3 separate regions of the Anser cygnoides genome follow, and regions 1 and 3 are each linked to region 2. A link is a contact called in public Hi-C data. All regions are on one chromosome and are shown on one strand. Each heading gives the region's core, a stretch centred on a gene start, on an enhancer-like site or on the middle of the called end of the contact. The rest is flanking DNA. Distances are from core to core; before and after follow the strand shown. Region 1 has its middle 67 kb from the start of ARID1B. Region 2 overlaps ARID1B (AT-rich interaction domain 1B). Region 3 overlaps ARID1B (AT-rich interaction domain 1B).

Region 1 (3,446 bases), core at 667-3,166, 230 kb before region 2:
AGGTGGGTGCCCACGTAGGGCTTAATGGCAGAAGCATATGTAACAGCTTGCACTGTCGGTCTTGGATGGGTGCCCTGTGCCAGGTATGCCTGGTACAGGGAAAGAGTGGGTTTCTGGAACAGCATGGCCAGAGTGAGTACCTGTTGCCTGCTTGAAGCTTATGGCAATGTGAACGGAACATGTCAGCCCATGACAGAAGTACCAAAACCAGGGTGCTGGGCAAGAAGCGTGGTCACAGGCAGTCCTACGTGGGGTAAGGACTCCAAATGGCTCCACACATGGCTGAGAGAATGCGAGCCTCAGAAAGTGCTTCTACTTAAGCCACTAAACTGAAGGATATGAATAGCCCTTCCATAACATTTTACACACATCTTTGGAATTATTATTTTTTTTTACTATTATCTGAACTATAATGCTGTAGAGCATCAAAAAAGAAGCTCTCTTGGGAGAGCCAGAAGCAGTTTTAAATCTAATCTCTTAAAAAGAATACATTTGCAGCACTACACCTCCTCCTGTGTCCACTGCAAGTGCCTATGGTTTTACATTCACGCCTTCCCATCTATGTAAAGAGTCACACAGACAGGGGAAAATGGCCAGGATGAAGAAACTCGAAGCTGATTTTGCAATGAAAGCAAACACCTAGCATAAACCAGTTGAGAACCCACACTTTTTCATTGATTATTTTGCCTGAGAGCCCTTGGAGACATCTGTGACGACCGTAGGTAAAAAGCCACACATTGCCTAAAGTGTGACTCTTCTGCTGAAGGTGTTCGTTCATCGACTACAAGACACAAAGAAGGACTTCGTTGTTTAGTGTCCTTGGTGAAGACCTGCCTTGCAATATCTCATGCACACTGAAGCAGACAGGTGAGTTTATATACGCCTGATACAACACTTTGTTTACATTAAACAATCAGAATTACAAAAGTGCCGTGTAGGTTGCCTATCTTTCAACACATGGAAAGAGAAAGAAAGGGGCAAACAGCAAAAGGGCCAGGCAGTTTTTCTCTTCATCATTCCCACTTCCTACATGAAAGGTTCCCTGGCAAAACTTGCTCCTAAATTGCATTTTTTTGGACCAGCACTCTCTAGTCGCATAAACAACACTTTACTTTTCCAAGTGTAGTTATTTAGTTTCTTCACATTTGAGTGTTCATGTCACTTCTCTTCCCCTCTGTAGTTTTTGCTTTTTTAAACAGTGCGAACACGTTCTGTAATTATTGCTGACAGCCCGATGTTTAATGGTGTCGAGTGTCTTTTATGGCACAGTCAGACGTTCGTTTCGGAGGCAGCTGCCTCTGCTTAAGCAGTCGCTGCCCCTTAACCATTTATCACTGCCCCCACAGCTCAGATGTGGCAACCCTCCCTACCTGCGAAGGGTTGGAGCCAGCCTGTTTTCCCCCGCGCTGCAACAGCCGGGCAGAGCCCACGTATTCAGTTACTGCGCCCCGGCAGAGGGGAGCAGTAACAAATAGCTGATCAAGCAGTAACTTGTTAAACCACCGCAGCTGTTTCTCAAGCAAACATCCGACCGTGCCCTCGCAGGCAGCGCGGAGCACGCGGAGCTGGAACGGAAGAGATTCCCAAGGCTGCGAGATGTTGTGGGAGCCGTCCCACATTCCTCCCCGGCCTCAGCTGAAAGCCAACCGCTGCGCCGCGACCGCTGCTTTTCATCCTCACCACTTCGGCCTCCAAGCTTCCTCACGGCGTTCAATTTTTATTTTTTTTTAATTTATTTTTTTTTTCCCGTAAGCGCAAGAAAAGTAGCACCACGTCCTCAAAGTGCAGCTGAACTTTTCCAGCCATTTCACGGGAATGCATTCGGTATGGCACCCGTCCCAGCTGTTTTCACACAAGACTGGCCCGGGCAAGCACCGCTCGAGATAGGCTGGGTGTGCCTGATTACCTGGTACCCCAGCCAGGCGGTGATTCGATTGGCACCGGTCCCGAGCAAAGTGAAGTAACACAAAACTCATCCATCACCATGTGCTGCTTACCAGGTGAACCTTCCCGACAAAAACTTGCCCGACCTAGTAATACGGCATTATCCCCAATAATTACGTGCGTGAATACAAGCGCCGATTACCCACCGGGGAAGGGGAGGGGGAGGGCAAGTGCAGCCATCTGTGTTTGTTTGCCTGCGCGTTCCCATAAAAATGTTCTCAGCGTACAGCCTGCTCGTAAGCTGCGATCTTCAAAGGGCGTCGGGAAGCTGTTCCGTGGGGCAGCGCTGTGCCACCCCGAGTGTTGTCAAACTGTGCTGCTGACGCTGCCAAATTGTTTTGTGTGTCTCGAGGTTCTTGAACTGCAGCAGAAAGGGAGACGTGGAGGGGGAGAGAAACTAAGGCCATTCCTCTGCTGAACAGAAAAACCTAATCCCTCGCCACAGTCTTTTATATTGCAACAAAGGCAACTAATACATTTTTGTGTTATCTGCTCTCTTGCTCTGCACTTCAGTGAAGTTAGTTTAGTGCAATTAGCGACTTGCCTGCACTGTCTGAAAGAGAAGGCACTTTCTAGTCGCCTTTCAGCTTACCAGAATACTTGCCAGAATTATTTTTTAAAATTAATTCCTTCATTGTATCAGAACAGTGGAATGTGGGCCTAATACTTTCACCATTTTTAAGTCAGCCTATGATTTTATACAATTCATGCAGTGCCCTAAGAAATGAAAGCACGCATGCTGACAGTCCCCTATGCAAACGCTTTGCAGGATTTTCTGAATCATTAGGACCAAAAAGGACCACTGCAACCATCTTATCCAACCTCACCTGCCATATAGTACAGGCACAGATTTCAGCCTGCATCTATTTCTTCTTAATTAGTTGTAGCTTGCACGGAGCAATTCTTGACCTAAACATTTCTAATGGCAGAGCATCCACCACGTCCACTGCCCTCCTTTAACGTTAGAAAGACAGTTCTTACGCTTAACCTGCAGGATGGAGAGAGTTCAGGAGCCACACGCTCCACACTGGAAGTGTTCTGCGAGATGATCCTTCTTGCGTGCGATATAACAGAGGAATACAGCATTGCAACACGTTTCCCACTTGATTCCACCTTCCCATCACTCTTAACCTCCAATTGATCCAGGAAGAGTTAAATCCAAAAATACTATAACGGGTTTCTTTGACTCAACCCTGATGTCAGTTTCACAGTAAAAACAATATTCCGCTTTTAAGAAATTGCTCCTAATATACAGAGATGTAAATTACTTAGTCTCTTCTCATTTGGCTTTGAATCATCCCACAGAGTTGGGTGGTAGAGATGGTATTTTGCTTTTAAATCTATAGGATTTTTCCATTAAGTTCTTTATGGTTTTTCATAAGTTTGCTGTAGCTAGAACCAAACTGCACAGCTTTCTCCCTTCCCAAAGTATGAAACAAATACTTTTGTTTAATAAAATTGTCAGAGGAGGTGCTGGGAAGTCCTCCTAAAGATGGTAGAAT
Region 2 (3,296 bases), core at 610-3,109:
GCACTAAGTGTGATTAATATGGCCAAAGGTTTTGGGTCAGTCCTGACAATTTGTAAATGTGGGCTTTGTTTTCTGTCAGGGTGGGAGTTGTTTATATTAACCTTTTCCACAGCAATAACTGGAACCAATCTAAGGAAGAGATTCACACAGAGCTTTGAATATTTTTAATGTAATTGTCATGTGGCTTCCGTGGCATTAGATACCGTCACCCAATAAATATATTATTTCCCTTTCTAGTCACTCCACATTTAATATTAAGTAATTATGCCGGTATTTGGATGTAATAATTGTTTTTTTGTTGTAGTTTTTTTCTGTTTCAGAGAAAGACAGCATTTTCAAACCTAGGTCATATTAGATACATAGTGGCCTGATTTTCAGAGAAGTGAAATTAATTGAAAATGCGAGTGCTTATCATTTCTGAAAATTAGGCCAATTATTTCAGTGACTAAATACGAACATAGGTATCTACTTGTAGGCAATCGAGTCTGAAAATTTGTAGCATTAGCTTTTATATCTGGGAATCAATTCCTTGCTTGTCTAGTGCGATCTCAAGTGCTAAACATCAGTGAAATTAATTTGTTACGGTGTGTGCACAGGAAAATGTTTGGACACTTGAAAAATAAACAGCTACACGAGACGTAAGTTTTGCCTGACACGTTTAGTACCAGAACAAAGCGCACAGACGTTTATCTCCCAACCTTTGCAGTTAATACTTTCTTTTTTCCCAACTTAGCAGCGCCCTTTCCACGTGCGTTTTTATCTCGTCCTGGCTTTCCCCCAGTCCCTGTCAGCACGCGCCCCCCCCCCCCCCCCCCCCCCCCAATGTGTAGTTAGAGGAGTTAGGATTATTTTGCTTCGAGCTGGCAGGCCCGAAAGGGATTTTTGAGCCCTCGCGGAAGAGCCGCACGGCCACAAAAGCTGATTTTAAAGAAAAATACCCCCAAAACCCCCACCGCCGGCAGGCAGCGGCCGGCCGGGCAGCGATCGCCTCACGGCGGGCGCGTTCCCGGCAGCCCGCGCGCCGCCGCCCCTCCCCCGCCGAGGCTCCGCTGCGGCGCGGCCTCTCCTCTCCTCTCCTCTCCTCTCCTCTCCTCCCCCCGCCGCTCCCGCTCCCCTCCCCCGCACGTAGGCGCTTGGAAAGGGGGAGAAAAAAAAAATTAAAAAAAAAAAAAATCTCCCAGCCTGACTAGAAAATCAGCCTTGTTTCCTCAGAAACCGCAGCTGCTGCGAGCAGCAAACACGTCAGGCCGGCCCTCCGGCACGCACAGATGTGCCTTTGTACGCCCGCCTCAGCGCTGCACAGGGCGGGGGGCGCTGCCCGCACCGCGCCGGGCACAGGCAGCCCCTCAGCCCCCAGGGCAGCCCCTCACGGCAGCCCCTGCCCAGCGCCGGCCGCTCCTGAGGAAACTTGAGGAGCCCAGCCGCGGGGGCGGCCGGCCGAGCCCCTCTGCTCTAACTCGCCCCCCTTTTTTATTTTTTTATTCTTTTTATGTTTCGTGTGGGCCCCACCGACACCGATGGTCCCCGAGAGCTGGGGGTGGCAGCAGGGGGAGTTTCGGCTGAGCGCGGAGAAAGCCTCCAAGCGGCGAGCCCTCAGCCGCCGCGGTCCCCTTGCCCCTGCCCCGCGCCCCCCCCCTTTCTGAGCACAACTTGGGGCCTGGATGGGCCGCGGCTCGCTGCGCGTAATTAACGCGAGCGGAGGGTGGCTGGGAAGGGATGGAAAAACCAGGCCGGGGGGTGGGGGGGCAGGGAAGGGGGGGGAGGAGGAGGAGGAGGAGGAGGAGGAGGAGGGCGGGAGGAAGCGGCGCGGCCCGGAGCGCCGCCGCCGCAGACAAAAACAGGTCTGGTCGCGCCGCGGCGGGGGAGGGGCGCGCGGGCCGCCATTGGCGCGCGGCGGGGCGCGGGCGCAGCTGCGGGCGCGGGCGCAGGGCGGCCGTTGGGGCGCCGGCACCGCGCGGCCATTTGGCGGGCGGGCGGGCGGCAGCCTTCGGCGGGAGAGCCCGCTCCGGGCCCTGCCTCGCCTCTTTTTTTTTTTTTTTTTCTTTTCTTTTTTTCCTTTTTTTTTTCTCTGTCTTTTCAGTAACGCACAAACGAAGCTCGCAAAGCGCCCCTCCTCCCCCCGCCCCCCCCCCCCCCCCCCCGTTAACCCGCTGTTGTTTACTTCCCTCTCCTCACAATGGCCTTACAGCATTGTTTTACATTATTTTGGTACTTCCTGCGAAAATATTCCTTCCCTTCAACGAAATCCGGCACATCCCGGATAGCACGAGTTACGCACGAAACACCCAGCCCAGTCGAGCGCTCCTCATCCCTCATTTCAGCCGTGAGCCAGCCCGGCTGACTAGTTTCTTAATTTTAAACCCACTTTTCCCCCAAAAGTACGTCTCTGGGGGACAGTTGTGGCTGGTTGGGGCCCTTCCCAGCAGCCGTAACCCTGGACCCACCGGAGCAAGGCCACCATGGGGCCTGCGCCCCGCTGGCCATTTGCTCCCATCCACGGCTCTGTGGGTAGAGCCAGGCCAACAGCTCTCGGCAGAGCAAAACTCGGGCCCTTAAAACTTCACATCGCACACCAACGCAGCTAACGAGACCCAGCACTAGGGTGGATGTGAACTGTGCTCGCTTGTTTTCGATCCGAGTGAAAATAAAGAGCCTCATCGCTTTGGACGGAGTGGCTTGGTAGACACGCACACAGTTCTTGCTTTCAGGAAGCCATTGCTTGCTGGTACGGAAACAAGTTTTCACATTGAGCCCTACCATATAAACATCTCGTTTTTTTTTTATTTTTTTTTTCCCCTCACGAAAAGCTGCACACGAATTAAAAAAAAGGAAACACCAGGGTCTCTCCTTTTTTTTACCTCCCCGTGTGCTGCCCCCCCCCCTCCGTGTAATGAGTAGGAGGGACGGAACTTGTGACAGGGCAGGTACTGATTAGTTGCTGTCAGTCCGCGCAGATTAACACCTATTTTTAGGTTTCTGAACCTCTTGAGTAATACTAGTTAAATTGGCACAGGTTAATAAGTTGGGGTCCGCAGAGCCTCTTAACTGTTCGCTGCGAAATCTGAATTAAAGAGACAGTCTTGCTTTCTCAAAACGACGGAAAAGGGTTACGTCCGCCACATTCACCGCGTGTGTGTGCGTGTGTGTATGCACACACAACACCCAGAGGTCCAGAAAACAAAAGCTGAAGTCGATCGCTTTGGGGATGCTAACACAAACGTGTGCGAAGTTAGAGGATCTGTGCAGAATACATCACTAGTGAAACAGAAAGTCTCTGAAAGGAGATGTTTTCTCTG
Region 3 (3,510 bases), core at 677-3,176, 140 kb before region 2:
AAATTCCAGTCATAACTGTAGTTTGTTCTGGTGATTGATTTTAATTTTTTGTAAGCTACCAAAAAAAGCTATTTCCTTTTCTAATGCTTTAAATCACCTGCTGCTGGTAAATTTTTTTTTGTTTTGTTCCATTGCAGAAAGTTAGTTTTGTGGTCCTGAGAGTGTCTGTGTTGATGAGGAAGGTCACTTATAACTGCAGAAGAGTCATAGGCAGCTACTGCATGGAAATGTGTTGCTCCAGCTCCACAGCAAGGGTGTCTAGCCCCAGACTCGTTACCTCTGTCTGTTTGACCCTTGGACTGAGCTGTTGGTATGCTTCAAGCTGGGACAGCGGGTTTTTTATGACGTCCAACCAATGTGATACAAAACTACTGTGGCATGAAAGTTCTTAAAAACAGTAATAAAAAAAAGCCAGTTAGTTTCCAGGTAACTATTAATATTTTGTGCTATTTACAACCAAGTTTTTTTCAGTCTCTACAGGAAACAGTTTTAACATAGAAAATATGTTACAAGAGGAACAGTTTCTTGGCAGTTGGAGAAGTGACAGGGCTTCTGTTGTAGATCTGAATTTGCCTTCCAATTATCCTGATCCTAAATATATCCTTTAGGAATTTTGTGTGTATTGGCTCTGGCTAGGGGCTTTCCCCTGTTTTCTTACTTAATTAAAACCATTTCTTCCATAATGGGGGTGGGGTGGGGGTGAGTTCAGGCTAAAGAGAGAAAAAGCTAGTTTAATGAGTAAGCTACCTGCTAAGAGGCTAGAAACTGATGAATACAGCAAGTCAGTGCTCTACACTTCTTTTTTAACATCCCAGTCTATCACAGTGTGAGTAGGGTAACTGATTTTTCTCCTTTGTGTGATCTTCTCTTCCTGGTGTGTCAGAGGAATATAGTGCTCTGGCAACCATTTCTCAGTGGGGGCAGAACTTTGTGAACTTCCCCTAGCTGCAATCTCACATTACTGCTACGAGCAAGGAAAACAACTTACTGCTTTGTTTGCCTGGTGGAGTTGTCCATTCTGTTATCCTTCGATGCCTCTTTATCCCAGTAGCCTATCTATTTTGCATGTGGTTTTTTTTTTCCTTCTGATTTTAATCATCGTGAACTCGGAGACCTGCAAAAAGAGATGAAAATTGCATCAGTCTGCTCGTGCCAAAGCAACCTGTGCTGCGCGCACGCAGGGCATGACAGGGCACTTGGCAGAGAGCAGTGTCAGGGGGAGAGCAGGAGCTTGGGGGTGGGGAGCCGTGTTTTCTGGAATGCCCCCTAGATTCGCCTGCGATCGGGACTCTGGCTGATCCTGGAATTGCGTCTGATGAGGTGCATTACAAATGCCACCAATAGGTATAAATCAGTTAGAGTTGCTGTTTGCTTTTTTTATAGTACTGTAGTCTCAGAGCATGGCCTAGATGTTTTGAATTCATTTTATTCAGGAGTACTTGATGCAATCCAGTGCTTAAAGCTGAACTGGAGAAGTTGAGGGGCTTCTTTTTGGAGTTGTCTCAGAAATAGGTCTGTTTCTTGGAGGCATTAATAGTGTTTTAAGAGGTCTAGCTGAAGCTTAGGTTGTATTTTTCTAAATAAGTTTACCTTGTGAAGGTAGCTTTCTGAAAATCTAGAGCACATGGTTAGAGCATTTGTGATTTCTCCTTTTAAAAACTTCTGGAGTTTTTTCTCTCCGATAGCCTACCATTTCTGACTCCAAATCCTGATTCCTGCGGATGATAACTGACATCGGCCTTCCCCAAAGTCTGCCCATCTTCCTCCTTGCTAAGAGAGCATATAATACTTGCTGTTACGAGAGTGAAAACCCAGTCACAGAAAGGTGAAGTGCTGTGCTCGTGTTTGCATAGCAGGTCAGCTGCTGAGCCAGGAATAGCAGCCCTGTCTCATGACTCAGTGCCCCGGCCGCTGGCCGCCGGGCTCTGCGGAGCTGCGGGCTTTTCCAAGAATGCCGCAGCTGTGGGGCGCGGAGGAGCTCTGCTTCGAGGCTCACACGGAGCTTCAAAATACTGCGGGAGGGGAAACAAACAAACAAAAGCTTTAAAGGAGGTCCTCGATAAGAAAAGTTGTGGTTTTCCTTTGGTCTGACTGAAAACAACAACAAAAAAAATCTGCTTGGAAATAACTTTCCAGAAGGTTGTGGATGTGGAAAAAGTTCCACGCGTCTGAAAGTCAAACTCTGCTCTGCAAACAACCTTAGAGTGGCCTGTGATTAAATCTTTTGTATAGTCAACAACAAACTCATTTTATGCAACCACAACTATGATAAAATTGAATTAAATGGACCTGCTTCTCAGGAAAGCGACTGAATAGCTGAGTACTACATTATTCAATGAGTGGAAAACAGGGAGGCTGTCTGAAACTGATACGAAATGGTTTTAACGTTCTGTCGGGCTAAAGAGCAACTCTGTGAAATCACTGTATTTGTTTCCCCCCTACCTCCCCGCCCTCAATTTTTAAATAGCAGTGCTCTTCATACTGTCAGGATTCAGTGTTGTGACACCCCTACTCAAAAGTTATGACAGCAGTGTAATGACAGCTACTGCCTCTTGAGAATCAATCAGGCAATTAATTTTGTAAATGAAATGCTGATTATACAAAGCTTCACATGAGAGGCCCAGTGATTAAAATCAATTTAACAAATTGTTTCAGGTGGGACTTGATTAATAATTTGCCATAAATGCTGAGGATATATGACCAGCATACCTTTTTTTGTGTGTGTGTGTGTTAATACAGAACTATATATAACATTTGGAGTGGGGAAAAAAACTCTGCAGCTAACTGTGGTGTATAGTTCTGGCTTGTGACCTAGTTGTGATGGGCTATACGTTTTTGTGGGCACGCTGTTTTCCCCAGTGTCGGTAATGTCACTTTCTCAGCTAGGGCTTTCCCCGGCTATTAAATACATCTAACCTTTAATTTTAATTCTGCTGATAAAGCCAAGTAACTGAGAAAGTGTATTCAAATCCAGTTGAATATTTATTAGGCTTAGGAAGAGTTTTTTTTCCCCTTAAAATCTGGAGCTGATGTGGAATATTTTTTCCTCCTCCTGTCTCTCACTGGCTTCCAGGACTTTGTGCTTTCCCCTCCCACTCCAGGACGGCTCTGCAGGGAGCCTTCCTGCAGCACTCCCCTCCTTCCATTCGAGGCTGCTCTCTGCTCCTTCCCCGACAGACACTATTTTTAGTACATCCTTTTCTGTCCATCTAACCCCGTGTTTGTGTAAGAGCTGTACAAAGTAGGTAAGGGAATTTTTTTTTTTGGGTTCCAGATGGCAGCCATGCACAGTGAGTGAAGGTGTTTACTTGTCTAGGAAGCTGAGAACCTCTTTGCCAGACAAAATAGAAGTAACTGGTATTCTGGGTGGGGTTCTGCTTTTTTTAACTTACAATTTTCTGGGTTTATGAATGGATTTTTCTCTTCCTTGTTGAGCTGTAGCATTGGCTACTGAGAGCCTCAGGGCTGTGACACATCCTCTGATGAATCTAGCCTGAGAACCTCAAGGTA

The links. Hi-C and Micro-C count contacts between places; a contact is called where the count stands out from the background.
Region 1: a contact with region 2 is called in a Hi-C map of liver, with 9 times the contacts expected there. The contact joins two enhancer-like sites. A contact is called at or near these places in 3 of 7 Hi-C or Micro-C datasets (granulosa cells and liver).
Region 3: a contact with region 2 is called in a Hi-C map of liver, with 5 times the contacts expected there. The contact joins two enhancer-like sites. A contact is called at or near these places in 2 of 7 Hi-C or Micro-C datasets (both in liver).

What each region holds. Positions count from the first base shown.
Region 1 is chr3:56,332,410-56,335,855 of Taihu_goose_T2T_genome, forward strand. No RefSeq gene overlaps it. Among named protein-coding and RNA genes, the nearest start is that of ARID1B, 67 kb to the right of the region's middle. Within about 2 kb of position 1,917, at least 1 of the 3 cell types and tissues checked has open chromatin away from gene starts, as enhancers often do.
Region 2 is chr3:56,564,997-56,568,292 of Taihu_goose_T2T_genome, forward strand. The region is part of intron 5 of ARID1B (AT-rich interaction domain 1B); the gene reads left to right. Among named protein-coding and RNA genes, the nearest start is that of ARID1B, 170 kb to the left of the region's middle. Within about 2 kb of position 1,860, at least 3 of the 3 cell types and tissues checked have open chromatin away from gene starts, as enhancers often do. A contact at or near this core is called in liver, where this site is marked.
Region 3 is chr3:56,422,410-56,425,919 of Taihu_goose_T2T_genome, forward strand. All of the region lies in intron 2 of ARID1B (AT-rich interaction domain 1B), which reads left to right. Among named protein-coding and RNA genes, the nearest start is that of ARID1B, 23 kb to the left of the region's middle. Within about 2 kb of position 1,927, at least 3 of the 3 cell types and tissues checked have open chromatin away from gene starts, as enhancers often do. A contact at or near this core is called in liver, where this site is marked.